Linked DNA regions of Mus musculus: region 2 is linked to region 1. The links are chromatin contacts, called in public HiChIP or PLAC-seq maps. All regions are on one chromosome and are shown on one strand. The core of a region is the stretch at or near the end of the contact, and the rest is flanking DNA. Distances in the headings are between cores, read along the strand shown. Region 1 holds the start of Lca5l (Leber congenital amaurosis 5-like). Region 2 has its middle 27 kb from the start of Gm41510.

What was found. HiChIP or PLAC-seq counts read pairs in DNA pulled down with a chosen protein or histone mark.
Region 2: an H3K4me3 HiChIP or PLAC-seq map of the SCID.adh cell line shows a contact between it and region 1, with 11 read pairs. The contact joins the enhancer-like site here to the promoter of Lca5l in region 1. A contact is called at or near these places in 11 of 39 promoter capture datasets (the 3T3-L1 cell line, 3T3-L1-derived adipocytes, cranial neural crest and 6 more), 2 of 484 Hi-C or Micro-C datasets (B cells and bone marrow-derived macrophages), 7 of 115 datasets of contacts at active chromatin or transcription factors (the SCID.adh cell line, embryonic stem cells, forebrain and 2 more) and 4 of 9 other capture datasets (adipose tissue, embryonic stem cells, liver and 1 more).

What each region holds. Positions count from the first base shown.
Region 1 is chr16:96,189,282-96,195,781 of GRCm38.p6, forward strand. It overlaps Lca5l (Leber congenital amaurosis 5-like), which reads right to left and starts at 2,976. Exons shown (of 11, transcript NM_001001492.2): 1 at 2,907-2,976.
Region 2 is chr16:96,322,331-96,328,392 of GRCm38.p6, forward strand. No RefSeq gene overlaps it. Among named protein-coding and RNA genes, the nearest start is that of Gm41510, 27 kb to the right of the region's middle. Within about 2 kb of position 3,996, at least 59 of the 459 cell types and tissues checked have an H3K27ac peak or open chromatin away from gene starts, as enhancers often do. A contact at or near this core is called in the SCID.adh cell line, embryonic stem cells, forebrain and 3 more, where this site is marked.

The DNA of each region.
Region 1 (6,500 bases), core at 1,726-4,225:
GAAAAACACCAGGTCAAGGGCCACGCCCACAGGACACACCCATCAGACACACTGAGGCAAAGCTGTGGGGGGCTCACTGCCCTAGTAGCAGCAGAATGGAATAGAGGCACAGGTCCACACAGAAGCCCAGGACAGAATAAGGGTGGATGCAGGGACAAGAAGACCCCCATGGAGCAGAGTGGTCATCTGCAAGTCCAAAGCGGATCCTTACTGCATTCCTTACTCTAAAACGCTATCAGATGGCTTTGAGATGCACATGTTAAGAAAAGTATCTTGCTCCCAATGGAGGAGCTAGAGAAAGTAGCCAAGGAGCTAAAGGGATCTGCAACCCTATAGGTGGAACAACATTATGAACTAACCAGTACCCCGGAGCTCTTGACTCTAGCTGCATATATATCAAAAGATGGCCTAATCGGCCATCACTGGAAAGAGAGGCCCATTGGACTTGCAAACTTTATATGCCCCAGTACAGGGGAACACCAGGGCCAAAAAGGGGGAGTGGGTGGGCAGGGGAGTGGGGGTGGGTGGATATGGGGGACTTTTGGTATAGCATTGGAAATATAAATGAGCTAAATACCTAATAAAAAATGGAAAAAAAAAAGAAAAGTATCTTACATGAAAACACAAGATTTGGAGAGGCACAGAGCCCAGGCTGGTGAAGGAGACAGTGGACAAAACTGATGGTATTTAAACAAAAACTTCTGTATAACAAACAAGAGTGTAAGTGGCATGCTACAGACAGGGAGATTTATAAAGAGTTCTTAGAGCCCTTTAGTAAGTAAGGCAGAGGGCAGAGCATCTGCTGGAAAAAGCACACAGCCAGTAAAGTTCTTCCCTTGGTTCATGCACACTGCACTGTACAGGTGAGGGGCCAAGAGCCCAGGATTTCAAAGAAAGCAGTCTAATACTTACCAAAGTTTTGATTCAAAAGTTTGATCCCTCTAAATCCTGACAAAGGGAAATTAAGTATTAACACTGATGGCTGGGCATTCCACGCCTGCAATCTCAGCACTCTGAAGGCAGAGGCAGGCAGATCTCTGAATTTGAGGCTAGTCTGCTCTACAGAGTGATTTCTAGGACAGCCAGGGCTACGCAGTGAAACACTGTTTAGAGAGGAAAAGAATTAACATGGATTGAGAGGCAGAAGAAAAATAAAAGTGAGACTTTGGCAAGGTATCTGGATTTACACTCCAGCTTTGTCAATATAATCAGCTATTTGGCCTCAGCTGCCTAAAACAAGAAATTAGATGATTTCTCAACGAGTTCTAAAGCCCAACTCTAAAATTTACAAGCGAGCTAGGCATAGTGAAGAACACCTTTAATCCCAGCACTCTGGAAGTGGATGTGGGTGTGTGGGGGTGGGGGTGTCTCCAGGCTTGGGGCCAGCCTTGTCTACACAGAAAATTTCAGACCAGTCAGAATTATATATTGAGATGCTGTCTCAAAAATGATTAAAAAAAAAAAGCACCAGTGAAACACACATTTTTCTTTTCTGAGTTAGTTGGTCAGACAGACAGGCAGACACACACACAGACATACACAGACAGACAGACAGACAGACAGACACACACACACACACACACACACACGCACACACACGCCTTTAAGAGTTGCAACATGAAAGAGTCAAGCCCAACCTTTGGATGGTTAGTTACTTTTGTGGGTTTTGATCATTTATCAATTTCATACATTACTTAGTTTCCAGTCTCTGGATATTGCAAAGTCTTGCCTTGGGGGCTGGGGCAAGTTGTGCCTGTTTGCTTTCTTTCTGCCTCTACTAAGTGACTGTAAAGCATTAGACTGTAATTCAGAGGAAGTTGACAGGTCATCATCTCTAGCTCCCCTGACTATTTTTTCCAGTGTTTATTTCTTACTAAAGTTTTCATAAAGGCGTGCGCCACCACTGCCCGGCCATAAAATCTTATTAGTAAAAACCGACCATGCTCAAGTAGAGAAAGGATATTATCAGGGAAATGCAAGGCATTTCTGGAATAATCCAGGCACTGACTGCCATTTGGGAGAAATGGTACCGTTGAATCTATTCTGGGTGTATTTTGTAAGGATGTGCTGGTAAAGTCAAACTAGATACAAAAGTGCGGATGAGTGGAAGAAGAATGAAGTTTTCAGCAACTGGATGGATTATGTATGCATCTTAGAGGAGCCTGGCTGCGGGGTTATCAGACACCTTGGACAAGCTGGCATGGAAAACGCCTTAGGCATCTGGTAGACAGGGTCAGGCTGCTGAGTTCACCGTATGGTGTTCGGAGAAGGGCCGGGGCTGATATACACATTATGGGCTCAGCGGCATTTACGTGGGCATTGAGCCTTTGGAACGGGATGACTCCATCTATGTGATTTGTGCAGACAGAAAACAAGTCCGGTGTCACACTCCGCCAAAAAAGGCTGGCCCGAAACGAGTTAACTGTTGTCAAGAAAACAACAAAATCTTAAAGCACTCATAGTGAGGTGGGTTGACAAAGAGCCCCACAGCCGAGCTGTGGGTGGAAAACAAGTGAAGCGTTTCAGAAGGATGCAGACGCCCCGCGGGGCGTGCCAGGGTTGGAAGGAAAAGCACCAGCCGGGTAGCGAATGCTTCGGGGTTCCGAAGCACCGAGGCTTGGGACCCGTTCTCGCTCTCTGCACTTTGGAGGTGGAGGGGGACACTGATCAGCGATCCCACCGGCGGCGCATCCTCCCGGATGGGTGTGCGCTGCTCCCGGGCAGGGAGGCGCCGGGGGGCTACGTTACCAGCTCCGCCGAGGCAAGGCCAGGTCGGAGGATAGAGCGGACGGAGAGAACCCGCGGCGCCGGGCCTCGGAAGGGGCCTGTCCAGCGGCTCCGGGGAGGCGGACGCGGGCTGATGAGACCACCACTGCTGGGGGCGGCGGCGGCGCCAAGGCCGTTACCTGCTCCGCGCTGCTCCCGCAGCTGCCTCCACCCTGGACTTAAGGAAGCGCGGGCGTCGCCATGGAAACCACGCGGGGCCTCCTGGGATGGCTAGTTCGGGTGTGCGCACGCGTAGTACTTGGCACTGTGGAAAAGCCGGCGGAATGGCAGGGTTCGGGGCGGGGCACCAGTTGCGCGCATGCGTACTTGGGCCAAGGGCGCCTGGGAGGTCTAGATCGCAGAGAAGCTGGAACCCAGGCGGCTGAAGGAATTTATAGCTGACCCTGCTTTTTGCCGCAGTGCCAGGAAGGGAGAGGACTGGGGACAGAGTGTCCCTGTTAACTTGGTTTTATACATGGTGGTGCTTCTTGCAAAAACTAAATGCGAGCACAAAAACTGTGTTTGGTGTACAGTATTTCCAAGCCAACAACAGGCTAAGACACTCAGGTGGTAGAATTATAGCTGTTATTTTTGAGTTTGATTGTTAAAACTGGCATTTTTAATTGTAAATTCTTTGTTGCTAAGAAGGGTAAGAAGCTATAATAGCTTTATTAGTGTCATGCAAAACAAACAAACAAACAAACAAACAAACCTCCCAAAACCAGGGCTCTCACAGGAAGAGTTTATCCTGGAACTAAATATGAATGACCGTGGCCTGGAACACAGATTTATCTTACCTCAAATATCATGTTCCAACGTGGTAAACGTTTTGTAAAGTTTTAATAGTCGCAGAACAAATAAGTCACAAATCAAGCTACTTGTAAAGTATGTAAGCTGTGCCGTCAGATACCAAGCGGGTTACAGCAAAACAGGAAAATCTACAGGCCCCAAGTGCTTCAGGTGGGTGGAAGTGAGGGTCTGTCGGTGCTTGCAAAAGAATTTACCTGACGGTCCTGTAAATGTTATATCAATCACGGGCCCATACAGTGGCCAGTCCATTAAGGAGACTAAAGATAGGCCAAGGTAATTTGGCTTCAAACCTGTCACTTTCCATTTAGCCACAATTATGTAATCTACTAAGCTAATCAGATTTTAGGATCTCTAACACCGGTGTGGCTTTCTTCTGTGGGATTTCAGTTTCCTGGGTCCATTTCTCTTATTTTGTAATTTCTCTTCCCCGCTTACCTTTTGTTTTGGCAGCACTAGAGGTGGAACCCAGTACCTTAGGATTTTGATTTTTAATTTCCACCACATGGTCCATGCTGGCTTCTAATTTAAGGGGTTAAGTGATCCGCTTACCCCAGCCTCTCACGTGGCTTGGTCTACCAGGGTGAGCCTGGCCTTTTAGCTCACTTTTAAACTTGGTATAAATCTTTGTAAAACTTGATTTGGAAGAACTTTTGATGTATCAAAACCCTGTGATATATGTTATAAATAGTTCCTTCAGGTTGCTGAATACTTTTCTATATTTTTTACAGTCAGTGTCTCACTCCATACATAGACCAAGCTAGCCTTGAACTCATAGAAATCAGCCTGTCTCTGTCTCCTGAGTGCTGGGATTAAAGGTAAACCCTACCATAAGTTATCTTTTGTTTTTAGAGTATACAGAGACAGATTTCTATTAACTCTCTTAAGTACTATGTTTTTTTGAGACAGGATCTCTTATAGTCCAGTTTGGCCTCACAATTGTTATGTAATATGTGATATGTGCCTTTAGCCCTAGCACTGGAGGCAGAGGCAGGTGGATTTCTGAGTTCGAGGCCAGCTTGGTCTACAGAGTGAGTTCCAGGACAGCCAGGGCTACACAGAGAAACCCTGTCTGGAAAAATGAAGGAAGCATTGTATGATCTTTATGACCTTTAAATTTTTAATTAAAATGTGTTTTTTTATTTTTTGAAGATTTCTTTTTATTTTATGTGTATAGGTGTTTTATTTGCATGTGTGTGTGTGTATGTGTATACCATGTATGCAGTGACTGAGAAGGCCAGAAGAAGGCACTGGAACTGGAGTTAAAGACAGTTCTTAGCCGTCAAGAAGGTCCTGGGATTTGCATCTAGGTCGTCTGCAAGAGCAGCAAGTACTCTCAGCCACCAAGCCATCATCTCTCCAGCACCTATTTATTTTGAGACAGGCTCTTACTATGTAGCTCTAGCTCACCTGACCTCACAGACCGGGCTAGCCTTGGCCTCACAGACCGGGCTAGCTTTGAACTGCTCCTCGATGCACAGTTACTACTTTATTATTATTATTTAATATTTTTATCTTTTGCTGGGCTTTGTGATATGCACCTTTAACCCTAGCACTGGAGGCAGAGGCAGAGGCAGGCAGATCTCTGAGTTCAAGGCCAGCCTGGACTAAAAAAGTTCGAGGATAGCCACGGTTACACAAGGAAATCCTGTCTCAAAACAAACAAACTAGAACACCTAACAACAAAACCAGAATATTTTTATGTAAGCTGATGATTCTGTATTTGTATGTGATGTATCTTGATTATTTTTATCACCCCCCCCTCCAGGAACTTGAATTCTTGATCTCCTTTTCCTACCTCTCAAAATGTTGTAACCACAGGCCTGTGTACCGCTGTGTTAATTACTTTTCTTTTGCTATTGTGATGGCTGAAGAAACTCCATTTTATGCTAGGCATCTGTCCATCTTGGTATTCACTAGCTTTTTGTCTCTTTCCTGGAAGATAAGTTATCAGCAATACTGACTCAGTGACCTTCCAACCCAGAAATGTCCAGCCGTGACGATATACTTGCTATGTTACGAGTAATTGCTTTTTGGCTTCTGTAACCTGCTTATGCGGTTATGTGGATGTTCAAGGACTATTTGAGGTTGCCTTGACTACCTAGTCTTGGCAGAGCAGAACAGCCAGATTTCTGAGTTTGAGGCCAACCTGGTCTACGGAGTGAGTTCCAGGACAGCCAGGGCTACATAGAAAAACCCTGTCTGGAAAAGTGAAGGCAGCACTGTAGACCTCCATTTGTGTCATGTGAAGAGAACCAGGCCAACGTCCCCACTCTGAGTTGGGGCCGTCCAGATCAAAGGATGGTTTGTGCCAAGTACCCAGGGAGCCCAGCCGCCCTGCATGCAGGGAATTGTAACGGACTCAGTCTTGTACAGGTTTTATGTGGGGAACTACAGTTGTAACAATCGTCATATTTAGAGACGGTCTTTTATCCCGACCTGCAGGACCCACGGGACCTAGTTATTTGGGAGATTGAGGGGGACCAAGCCTGAAAGAGAAACAGGCGAGAAAAGGGAGCGAGACCAAGCAAAGGCTTATCAAGGTCTACTTTAATGGAGGCTGGGAGCCTGATTATAAGCACACAGTGAGAGAAAATAGGGAGGGGCTGAGGGGGAATGATCAAAGCACAGAGAGAGGGACGGACATCTGGGGCAGATGCTGGGTGCAGGCTTGAAACATCTTGTGGCTTATCTTTGGATGCTGGTTCCGCCCAAACAGCCCCAGGTGTCTGGCCAAGACCAGGGTCAGTTGGTTCTCATGATCAGCCTTGTGTGAAGGAGGGGGTGGCTCAGCTCCCAACAAAGGGTCAATTGATTCTCAGGGTGGGAGCTGTTCAGGTCTGCTTTCCCACAGTCTGGTCTCCCAAAGCCTTTTACAGCCATCCTCCTTGATATATTCTCTCCTTCCTCTTCACTCACGTTCCCTG
Region 2 (6,062 bases), core at 2,746-5,245, 130 kb after region 1:
AGATATGTAGTGGAACTACACACTCGGCTGAGCTTAGAAGGAAGCCACATGTGCAGATGGCAGAGTGAGACAGAGGAGAACCCAGTAGATCCTGGGTTCTCATGATCAAGGAGCCTCAGACACCAGAAGACACTAAGGTATTTATGCTGCTCCATTTGGTTTTGCCTTGGTCCTTCCTTTCTGGAATGAGAAACATGTAACTTAATTGTGTGCATGTGTGCATGTGTGTGTTCTCATGCGTGTGTGTGTGTGTGTGTGTGTGTGTGTGTGTGTGTACAGTTGCCCTCTGAGGTCAGAAGAGCATGGTAAGCTAGAATTATAAGAACTGGTAAAGCTACCTATTATGGGTGTGCTGGGAACTAAACTCAGGTCCTCTGGAAGAGCAGTAATTACTCTTATACTGAGACATTTCTACACACCCCCACCTGAAATTTATTTTATTTTATGTTTGTCTACATACATGTATGTGCACCACACATATACACTGCCTGCAGAAGCTAAGAGACCCCGGATCTCCTAGAACTGGAGTTATAGACAGTGGTTGTGAGCTGCCAAGTGCATGCTGGGGATGAAACCTGGTTCCTCTGCAAGATCAGCCAGTGCTCTTAACCACTGAACCATCTCTCTCATTTCTCTAGCACTGTTTAACTTATGTTTGATTTTACAGGAGCCTGTGATGAGAGACTTTGGACTTTTAAAACCTTTTAAAACAGAGAACTTGGATTTTAAGTGCTGAAAATTTAAACCCCATGAGAGTTTTAAAGTTATACCATTTTATATCATATTACTTACATAAGATCTTGGGGATAATTAAAAAAGAAAGGTTATGAGTGATGTATTTGTGCGTTGACTTGGCAAGGGGTCAATGTGTTGGTTAGTTTTTTTGTCAACTTGGCACAAGTTAGGATCATCTAAGGAGAGGGAACTTCAGTTGAGGAATTAACTCCATCAGCCTGGCCTGTGGGCAAATCCTTAGGGACTTTTCTTAATTAATGATTGATGTGCTCAAGTCCAGCTTACTATGGGCAGGGCAAACCCTGGTCCTGGGTTGTATAAGAAAGCAAACTGACCAAGCTGTGAGGAGCAAGCCAGTGAGCAGTACTCCTCCACAGCCTTTGCTTCAGTCCTTGCGCCCAGTTTCCTGCTCTGACTTCCTTCAGGGATGCAATGTGACCAAGGGTTGGAAGCGGAAACATTCTCTTCAAGTTGCTTCTGGTTGCGTTTATTGCAGCAATGGAAAGGACATGAAGAGTACAAGCAGAGGAAGTGTTTAAGAATGAGAATACGGAGGCCAGGCGTGGTGGCACATGCCTTTAATCCCAGCACTCGGGAGGTAGAGGCAGTGGATTTCTGAGTTTGAGGCCAGCCTGATCTACAAAGGGAGTTCCAGGACAGCCAGGGCTACAGAGAACCCTGTCTTGCACAAAAAAAAAAAAAAAAAAAAAAAAAGAACGAGAATTCCGGCTGGCAGTGTGGCACAGTGGGTAAAGGGGTTTGCCACCTAAGCCTAAGGCCTTGAGTTTGATTCCTGGGACCCATACAATGGAAGGAGAGACGTGATTAACAGATGTCATCCTCTGACTTCCAAATGTGTGCGTCTGCACACACACACACGCACACACACACACACACACACACACACACACACCACATATATACATACACACACACACACCACATCACACCACACACACACACATACACACCACACATACCACACACACTACATACATACACAAACATACTACACATACCACATACATACACAAACATACTACACATACCATAAACAAACATACACACACATTCATACATACATACACATACACACGCATACACAGGACACACAGGATGTATTCTGTGGCACATACATGTGTCTTCACAGCCTCACATATCACACATACAATATTACTAAGTAAAACATTAAAAACAGCTAGAGAACAGAGAAAGAACTTAGAAATCAAGAATATGACAACAGAAAAAAATCTTTATAATCTATTCCCACAAGTAAGAAAGATAAATTGGTCAAGAGAATAGCCTGTTCCTCTCTCTGGGAACCAGATGGGTAGACTGAACATGATTCCTTTCCTCACTGGCCAGACCTTTGTCACATGGTTCATCTAGAATCAAGCACTTTTGGGAGAGGTGTCTAGGCCCTCTGCATTGCTGTAACAGTATACCTGAGGCTGAGATATTTATAAAGAAAAGACTGTATTCTCATAAATGCTGAGAAGCCTCAGGTCAAGGCCCTCTCAGGCTTCCCTTACTTTGTCTTCTGAAGGCTTTGATTTGTTCCTGGCTAATCAATGACCGTTAGCCTGAGATGTCAGGCTCCACAGGACAGAAGTTGGGTCTGGGGTTATCTCTGACTACAGGAGCAGAAGCATCTTTTGGTGCTTTTCCTGGGACGTTCTGGAATGTTCCTTGTTCTCTGGGTTCTACTGACTCTGACCCACTCTGAGCCATTTTGCCGGACTTACATGGATTTCCTGTTCTACCTGATACCACTCTGCTGCTGTGGATCTGTTATGAGTCTAGAGAGACTTGGTTCCTGTAGACTGTAACTGTAAACCTTAACTAGTGTGTACAGAAAGCCTATAGCAAAAGTCGAACTTCATAGGGGAAGGGCAGAATCCCGTCTTTAAGAGGGCCCTGTTTTGGTATTCTGTGCAGCAGTGAACCAGTAGATGAGCTTTTCATTAGAGGGAGGGGCTCACTTAAGAGCCAGAAGTAGACCTGTGGCCTGTGGAGAGGGTAGCTGAGATCTCTGAAATAACCATAGGAACCAGGATGTTTGTGTTAGCCAGAAACACAGGAAACGATGGTTGCCAGAGCTTCCCTTCCCAACTACCAAGATGACTTAGGCAAGGTAAGTGGTTGTCATAAAGCAGGAGCGGATAGGGCATAGACAGGTTCTAATTTGTGGGGCAGATGTGTGTGGAAGCTTGGAGGGGTGGCAGTTAGAGCTGGCAGAAGCTGAACAAGGGGCAGTAGGACCAGTGGCTCCAGATCTCTATCTGTTGTGTATATTAAAAAAAATTGGGTGGGAATTATAATACAGTTGTATCACATCTCCCTTCCTTCTTAATTAAGAATATATTATATAATCAGTAATATGTTTTTTCCTAAAAACATAAAGTAAACCTGCTCAACCCATGTGATAGGATTTGCATGTCTGTTTCTAGTTGGTATTGGAGAACCAGTTGTGTGCTCTTCCTGAGGAAGGCTATTTCCCCCACTCTCAGCATTCTCTAGTTGCCTGTAGCTCTTTGTCTGGGATTGAGGCCTTGTGGGCTTTATTGCCTACAATATGAGGTATTAACTAGTCATGACTATGCTTTATTTGGGCACCTTAAGAACACAACCCAAGGTGTCCACAGGCACCTGGTTTGCACCTTCAGAGACGAATGTTCTTGAATTCAAGCTAAAAAAGAAAAGAGAGAGCAAAACAAACCGAACTACTTCCCACCCCTAGTCTAAATCATGCAATAGCTGGCCACAACTTTCCAGCATAGACAGCCCTGCCCACTCTGAGGACGATCTCTCATGGCACCTCTGGGCAAGCTCTGACCAGTACACAAGAAATGAGACATGTAAAGTTAGCTTGGGCCTGCATTGTCAGAGGTCAGGGTTTCACAGGTTTTCTTACCCCCAAGCCTAAATGAACCTCTCTGACCTCCTATGGCGAGCAGAGGTCATTTTCCCACATCACACTTCTCTTTTCTAGGGCGAGACAGACCCACGGGGCGTGGGAAAGGAGTTCACTGGAGGAATGGGCTCCTGCCACCTTAGCAGGAGCTTGAGGAGGCAGAGCTAACGGATCAGAGGTGAATTGGCAGCCTCCACACTGAAAAGCCATGTGCTTCAGCTGCAAGGGGAGCCAGGGCCTTGGAGGTGCAGGTGCAGGTTCATTGTGGCCGTGGAGCTGTGCGTGTGGCTGAGGCAGTGGGGAGGAAGCTGGGGCTGGAACCCATTGCCAGGTCTCTCTCTGGCTGCTGCTGTTGGTGGTGACCATGGCAACCTGCAGTGAGGGCAGTGCCTGCTCCACTTGTCCTTCCAACTTTGTGTGAGTTCCAGGTTTGCCAACAGTACTTTGGAATCATACAGAGAAAGGGATCACGGGGGAAATCGATCTGATTTGATCAAGTTGTCATCATGGAAACCACCCTAAGCGTTCCTCTGAGAAGGTGTGTAGGGTGTTAGCGATAGCCAAGCAGTCTTACACTCCCATTATCCTCTGAGCTAATGATCCCCACCCCCACCCCCCATGCTGGTGGCCAACCCCCCCTCTCCCTTTGCTGGCGTTTGCCAGCACCAATGAAATGACATATAAGGACTGCTAACAGGAACATGGCTTGCCTTAGCAAAGGATTGAAAATGATGCTTACATTCCGGGGTGGGGGTGGGGGGAGAAAGCAACAGAAATTGTGCACCAATGCAGGAATAACACTCCTGGCTGTGGAGCATGAATCAGCAGTTTTCATGATGTTTTGCTAATTTGAAAGCCTCCCTGGCCGTGCACAGAACAAGCAGAGAGCAGTTGAAGAAAAGCTCAAATCTCAGTTTCACTGGGACTCCTGTTCTTTCTTTGTAGCCTGTGAATATATTTCCATGGCCATGCACAAAAATTTAAAGTTTCTAAAAACTGAAGAAACAAGCCCAAAACAAAAAGACTCTGTTGTGCAATGATTTTGTTGTAGAGTGAGATACCCACTCTACAGCAATCCCCAGTACAGTAATAATTACACCTTCTGACAGTGACTTTAAGCTATCGTAGGGGTTCCCTCCTGCTGAGGCAGGTATGGAATGAGGCAAAACACTTGAGCAATGGGGTCTAGTGTTGTGTTCGGCCAGCAGACCACAACCTGGGTTTTAGCCTGGAAAGGCATTTTGGAAACCTGGAAGAGAAGAGGGGCTAGGTGGCGAGAGAAAGAAATGTAGCCAAGACAGTTATTCTGATCAAAGCTCAAATTTTACTGTTACGGCACTCAGTTATGAAGGAAGGGGGAGGGGACCCGATTCCTGCCGAATAATCCAGTAGAAAGGTGCACGTGTGTGGCTCAGCAGGTTTTAGCAGTGGGCGTGGCAGAACGAATGAGCAGGAAGCTCCACCCCTGAGCAAGCAGGTTTCAGGCTGGGGGAGGGGAGACTACAGTCTAGAACCAGAGAAGTGGGTGCTGCTGAGAGGAGATGCATACACAGGGTCTGTTGGTCGGCTGGAAGCTTTGTCTAGAACCGGACTGGGAGATACTAGGTTTGGCACATGGTTTGTTCTCTCTTGGAGACCCTCCCTTACTGTCATCTAGGTTATAATCCTAGACACCGTGGGTGGTCTTTCATCATGCAGACCCTTGCTGCCTACCCTGTGGGACTCAAACAAGAGGGATTAGAGGCCCCTGCAAGAGATGCCTCATTTCAGACTTGAGGCTAGCTGTAGAGAATGAGTCTGAAGCAGTCGGGCTGAAGAACACTTCCAGAACTGTGGCAGGACTCAGGCCAACACAAGGAGCTATTCTGGAGATGGGACCACCAGTGCCTAGTGAAGACTTTCAAGCTGTGTTAGTTAGCACCTAGCAGAAGCCAGATGACCGTGGATTGCACCCCCTGAAGCTGGAAACCCTCAAAGCAAATCCTTTCTTCCATTGAGGGTGGAGTGTTTAGAGACACTTTAAAATCCCATACCTTTGCATCCACAGTGTAGAAAGAAATATGCATGTGTATATCATCAAGAGCCTTGTGCATGGCTGATGGCTTGTTTGTTTTCAGTGAGCTCAATGGCCCAGGTGGTATTGGGGAGGGGGCACACAGGGTTTATACTGGTAGACGCTAACCAGACTCAGGGTTCCAGGACCTACCTAAGCTAGATTTCCAAAAACAGGGAAGAGAAACACAGAGTCTCAAAAATGTGGTTGTGATCACCTGAGCAGACAGTCAAGACCGGGTCTTAGAAGGACCGACTGCCCTTGTCCCTGCCCTGTCAGGTCTGGGTGTGTGGAGATCGGATGCTAAGGCAGGGTTTTCCTACGTGGTTAACCTGCCACCTTCTCAGATGCTGTCACAGG